Linked DNA regions of Mus musculus: region 2 is linked to region 1. A link is a contact called in public promoter capture Hi-C data. All regions are on one chromosome and are shown on one strand. Each heading gives the region's core, a stretch centred on a gene start, on an enhancer-like site or on the middle of the called end of the contact. The rest is flanking DNA. Distances are from core to core; before and after follow the strand shown.

The links. Promoter capture Hi-C pulls out the DNA fragments that hold promoters and counts their contacts.
Region 2: a contact with region 1 is called in a promoter capture Hi-C map of hippocampal neurons, with 1.7 times the contacts expected there. The contact joins the enhancer-like site here to the promoter of Copg2 in region 1. A contact is called at or near these places in 5 of 39 promoter capture datasets (the 3T3-L1 cell line, 3T3-L1-derived adipocytes, cranial neural crest and 1 more), 1 of 15 datasets of contacts at CTCF or cohesin (the NIH/3T3 cell line), 9 of 484 Hi-C or Micro-C datasets (cerebral cortex, cortical neurons, cumulus cells and 4 more), 2 of 115 datasets of contacts at active chromatin or transcription factors (embryonic stem cells and fibro-adipogenic progenitors) and 3 of 9 other capture datasets (adipose tissue, liver and pancreatic islet).

Annotation. Positions count from the first base shown.
Region 1 is chr6:30,895,467-30,898,350 of GRCm38.p6, reverse strand. Copg2 (coatomer protein complex, subunit gamma 2) reads left to right here and starts at 1,557. Exons shown (of 24, transcript NM_017478.3): 1 at 1,557-1,690; 2 at 2,757-2,809. The coding sequence starts at 1,654. It overlaps Tsga13 (testis specific gene A13), which reads left to right. Exons shown (of 8, transcript NM_054073.2): 8 at 1,108-1,370. The coding sequence ends at 1,277.
Region 2 is chr6:30,981,424-30,984,180 of GRCm38.p6, reverse strand. No RefSeq gene overlaps it. Among named protein-coding and RNA genes, the nearest start is that of Klf14, 24 kb to the right of the region's middle. Within about 2 kb of position 1,385, at least 29 of the 459 cell types and tissues checked have an H3K27ac peak or open chromatin away from gene starts, as enhancers often do. A contact at or near this core is called in cortical neurons and hippocampal neurons, where this site is marked.

The sequences.
Region 1 (2,884 bases), core at 308-2,807:
GAGTAACATTTTAAGTGGCACCATTACTAAGGTTTGGGCACATTATTCAGCGGAATCTATATATGATGGGAATTTTTTCTTTTTCTTTTTGTTTTTTCAAGACAAGGTTTCTCTGTATAGCCCTGGCTGTTCTGGAATTTGCTGTGTAGACCAGGCTGGTCTTGAACTCAGAGATCTGCCTTCTGGGATTAAAAGCGTGTGTGCTATCATGCCCAGTTTGAAATTTTTCTTAAGGGTATGTAGCATAATCTAGGTAGGACCTTTTCTAAGCCCTGTCAGGATGAGATAGATCTTCATGTATAAAGTAATATGTCAGCCTTCAGCTCTAGTGTCATTTATGGCGACTACATATGCCCTCTCCAAATATGAGTGCTTTACTTTTGTACCTAAAATGAACAGACAGTTATGGTGCATTTCCTCAACAATAACAAAGCTGCCAGGGTGTTTTACTAGTGGTGCCATTTCTAAGCTAACATCTCTGTCCCCCAAATGATGCCCTATCATTTGTGTGTGTGTGTGTGTGTGTGTGTGTGTGTGTGAGAGAGAGAGAGAGAGAGAGAGAGAGAGAGGGAGAGAGAGAGAGAGAGAGAGAGAGAGAGATCTGAGTAGAAGTTGTCAAGTTTGGTTAGAAGGTTGCCCAAGAGGCAAACCACGCCCTCAACGGAGGAAGGACTGTCATTAAGATCTTAAAGTAGTCAACGCCCTAAGAACAGGTGAAGCTGGAAAGACCTTCTAGAAATGTGATGTCTTCGATGCCCAAGGCATTAAAAGCGTGTTTTTCATACTCTGAGACGAGGACAAAAAAAAAAAAAAAAAAAGAGAAAACATTTGGAAAAGCACTGAGACACATGAGTATCCCTTAAATTACTTGAGTGTTATGCAGATTGAATCATTTGAAAATGGTGAAAGCCAAGAAAACTACACTGGTTTGGGTGAAGAAGGAATCATAAGAAGTTGGGAATGGCAGTCCCCAAATCTACCCTCTTGGAAAGTTAAATTAAGACCAGCTTTTCGGTCTCCTCAAATGGATCACATCACGCCTTCCTTTTAGTACGCTTCTAGTGCTCTCAGAGTCGCACATTCAACGTGTCCTATGCTTTGTCGTAGTTTCCATGAAGTCAGAGAGTGAAACACCAACTTCGCAAGTATTTTGGGAACCCCTGACATTTTCAAAGCTCCTAGAAGAGAAGCCTACAAGAAGTGTGCCAGGGGAGAGCTTCTTTCGCCATGGAAGGGCCCAGCAGTGGATTGTCAAAGATGCGGCTGTCATTTGGTGAAGACAAAGACTTAAAGCCCCACTCCTCACTCTCCAAGAACTGAGGGGGCCTGGAGAAGTCACTAACCAAATAAAGTTCCCTGTTTGTTGTCTCAGACCTGGCTTGCAGAGTTTGTGAAGCGGGGCGTGGTGAGCCTCCGGGCAGATTCTGGCCACGCCCCCGTGCGGCAGTGGGCGGAGCAGGGGGCGTGCCTGCGTCCCTAGGGGGCAAGGGCGGCCGCGGAGGCCCGAGGGGGGCGGGCCTTGGCCCCGAGTGACGGCCCGCCGGCCCAACCGGTGCGAGAACCCAGGGCCTGCCTTCCTGCAGCGTCTTCCGCTCGCCGGCTGCGGCGCCTGGGACGGTTGCGGTGGGTCTGGGCGCTGGGAAGCCGTCCAAGATGATTAAAAAATTCGACAAGAAGGACGAGGAGTCTGGTACGCGCGGCGCTCCGGACGCCCACTCTCAGGCGCAAGGGTTTCCCCCCTTCCCTCGCCCGCAGCCACCTGCTCTGGGGGGCGGCCGCAGCGGCGGGGTCTGCCCGAAGCCCCTCCCCCGGCGCCGGGGCCTCCCCTCGGGCCGCGCGCTCCTGGCCGGGAGTCGCCTCGAGCGCTCGGCGGCTCCGCCCCGGCGCGTCCCCGCCCCCCGCGCCCGCCCCCCGATCGAGCCCCTCCGAGCCGGCCCTCCGTGGGGCCCTGTCGGGGGGCGAGGAGGTGCGCGCGCAAGTCTCGGTACCCTGGGGTTGCTGGTGGGGTTAGGCCCCAGGGCGAGCACCCCCTGTTTTGGGAGCTGGGGTCGACCGGGCCAGGGTTGCGTGTTTATGGACTCTGAAGGGCCTTGATTCTCCTGTTCCCAGGGGTTAAGACTGCCCGGTGGGACACAGCTCATTGAATGCTCAGGCATCCAGAAGTGACTTGCGTGTTGATACCTGTCTGTGGTGCAGTGCAAGTGGGGAAGATGCCAAGCCTCTTCAAAAAAAAAAAAAAAAATCTTCAGCTCTTCAGTGGTAGCTGCTCTCACAAGTGTGGTGGAAGGTTGGGTTAGTGGACCTTCATGGCCTCATCCTGCATGGCCTTTACATCTGTGACTCTCTGCGAAACTGTTCCTTTCTGCTTCAGTAAATGTGTGAAACACATAAAATAGGGCTTGCTTTTAGGGAAATCCATAGTGTCCTGTCATCTCATTACTCTTGGTGGTGGTGGAAACCGACACATTTGTTAACATCCATGGGATGGGGGAGGGGGAAGCAGGGAATGAAGGCACTCATTTTGGATAGGGTTCCTATATCAGGAGAAGTCCAAGATATCTCAGTATGGCAATGACAGAATTTGAACCAGAATCAAAATTACTTCATCCAACTTCTTTGCATATTAGTAATAGTTGTCCTTGTGACTTCCAAGGGATCATTCTGTTTAGGTGAGATTTCCAAGCATGCAATATCCTCCTTTAGAAAAGTCTTTGTAGTCCAGCTATTGAAGACCTTCTCTTTTTCTTATACTATAGGTAGTGGTTCCAATCCTTTCCAGCATTTGGAGAAGAGTGCTGTCTTGCAGGAGGTATGGCTTGGATGTGTACAGTGCCTTATCAATTCTGTTTGAGAATAATGGGCAAAGAACCTAGGAAGTACAAAA
Region 2 (2,757 bases), core at 136-2,635, 86 kb before region 1:
AATTTACTGTTACAATGATATAAACTTTCTCCCAAAGAAATCTCTTTCTCACTAACTAAATACCAATTTTAACCATGAACTAATTGCTATTTTTAAAAGGTGTAATCATGTCATGTTCGTGTATTTAGTAACAGGAAACATCTCAAAAATCTATTGAGTGATTTAATGAAATTATGAAGCATAAGCAACATTTTGTTAAAAGTTAAATTATGCACATCCAATTGATTGTCTCTGGGTGATGGAACTGGGGAATAATTTTTAAAACCTCAATTGTATTTCCTAAAATTTCCTACAATAAACATGTAATTATATTAAATAGAAGAAAAGCCAATCAACATTTTTCTTTTTAAAAAACCGACATATTCTTTTGCCACATGTCTCCAGATCTGGCTAGAATTCTCTTGTTCTCACTACTGTGACATTGCAGATAGAAGGCCCCGCAGATATTCATCGTTGTCTAGTCCAGCCATGTGAGCTCTTCATAAGAAGCTATCGGTTGTCAGGACATCCTTCATACAAAAACACTCATACACAGCCGGCGCTCAGGCTCAGAAAGATGGAGCCGAGACTGAGGAAAAGGCCAACCAATGACTGGCCCAACCTGAGCCCCATCCCACAGGAGAGAGCCAACCCCTGACACTATGAATGATACTCAGCTATGCTTGCAGTCAAGATCCTAGCATAACTGTCTCCTGAGAGGTTTCATCCAACAGTGAATGGAAACAGATGCAGAGACCCACAGCCAAACATCAGGCAAAGTTGGGGGAGTCTTGTAGAAGAGTTCAGGGAAGGACTGAGAGACCGGAGGGGTCAAGGATACCACAAGAAGACCTACAGGGTCAACTAACCTCACTCAGCCCGTGGGATCTCACAGGGACTGAACCACCAACCAAAGAGCATGCGGGGGCTGGAGCTAAGCCCCCTACACGTTTAAAGCAGATGCAGCTTGGTCTTCATGTGGGTCCCCTAAAAGTTCAGGGTGGGGGCTGGGAATCTCTGACTCTGTTGCTGCCATTGGATCACCTTCCCCTAGCTGGTCTGCCTTGCTGGACCTCAATGGGAGAAGGACTTGATGTCCCAGGGAGGGGTGGTACCTAAAGGGGGGGGTTCTCCTTCTCCTTAGAGAAGAGGGGAGGGTAGTGGGGTGAGGGGTGTGTGAGGGTGTGTCTGGGAGGAGAGAAGGGAGGGGAACTGCGATCGGGATGTAAAATAAATGAGTAAATTAATTAATGAAAAAAAAAAAGATTTCTTGACTAAACTGAGAAAGTAAAAAAAAAAAAAAAAAAAAAAAAAGTAACTCCTTCTTCTGCCACTAGAGAGCACCATTTTGCCACTAAGACAGCGCCAGGAGCTTGACGCAAAGGAAAAAAAAAAAAAAAAAGCTTTTTCTTTTTTCCGTTTTCAACAGAAAAAGCTTCCACAAAGATTATCAAGTCGTCTCGAAGGGGAAATGAATGTAAACCCTTCCCAACAATAAAATGTCGATTCCAAGATGAGATAGCTTCTCTTTATCTTAGCTCTGGACACTATGTACTTTGTACCTGTGACATCCTTTTCCGCCAGATCCTTAAAAAGCAGTTTTACAGAGTCTCAAATTAGATCCTGTGTTTTGCTACCGCACGAAAGCAACTCTGTGTCTAAAGCGCATTTCTCGTTCATTCACCAGTCAGCTTGAATCCCTAGAAGTGTAAAAACACTTGCTACGTTGAATTAAAAGGTTAAGGTTCCCTTTCAAATCATGTGCCTCTCCCAAGAAAATCCAACACGGCAGAGTTCCAGATTTACAAAACACAAAAAATGATGTGATGGTTATAAAAACCTTCTTGTGATTTTATTGATGGTTTCAACACGAGTCGCAATGGAATGTTCTTCTGATTCACTTAAAACATGGTCCCCTGTTTTAAGAGTTAAAACGGCAGCCTGTTTCACAGGGATGCATGCGATTTGAAGACTGATCAGCCCTTGCTGATGACAGGAGACAGACAGACAAGTCCACTCACAGGAGAAGCAATTGCTTTAGAAAAAGATGTAAGCGGAACTGTCTGATACCTAAAACAGGAGTCTCGTAGATGTGGCTCTGCTATTATAAAAGCTGGGACCCATGGAGTCTAGAAACAACCAGTAAGTCTCCATCACTAGCCTGCCCCACCCCAATAGCTACCAAGTCCAAATTCCCACTCCCCAACTTACTGATCTTTCTGACTTGATCAGTGCCCAACTCCTCCAGGCTTCCTGTTCCCTATCTGAAACAATGAGACTTCTTTTTTGTTTTGTTTTGTTTTTTTGTTTGTTTGTTTATTCGAGACAGGGTTTCTCTGTGTAGGTACTGGAACTCACTCTGTAGACCAGGCTGGCCTCGAACTCAGAAATCTGCCTGCCTCTGCCTCCCAGTGCTGAGATTAAAGGCTTGCGCCACCACTCCAGGCTACAATGAGACCTCTTGCATAGGAATCTGGAGAGGGTTAAAGAAGACCTGATACAAAGAACATTAAGTGAATGCTACATTGTAAACACTCAAAATAGTCACTGTTACTCAGAATCTTACTGCACAGATGACGTAGGAAATGCCTAAGACATCATGCTGGCAGCGGGTGAGCACTAGGTGTGGGCTGTTATTATCTTGTGAGAGAAAGGCACTGCATGCTCACGGAGTGTTTGATCCCCTTGAAAGATGTGTCATCCTCACGCAAATGTGACATGAGACATCCCACTCTTGGGAAATGTGCAGGTTCCTGGACTCTGATTCCAGCACCAGGC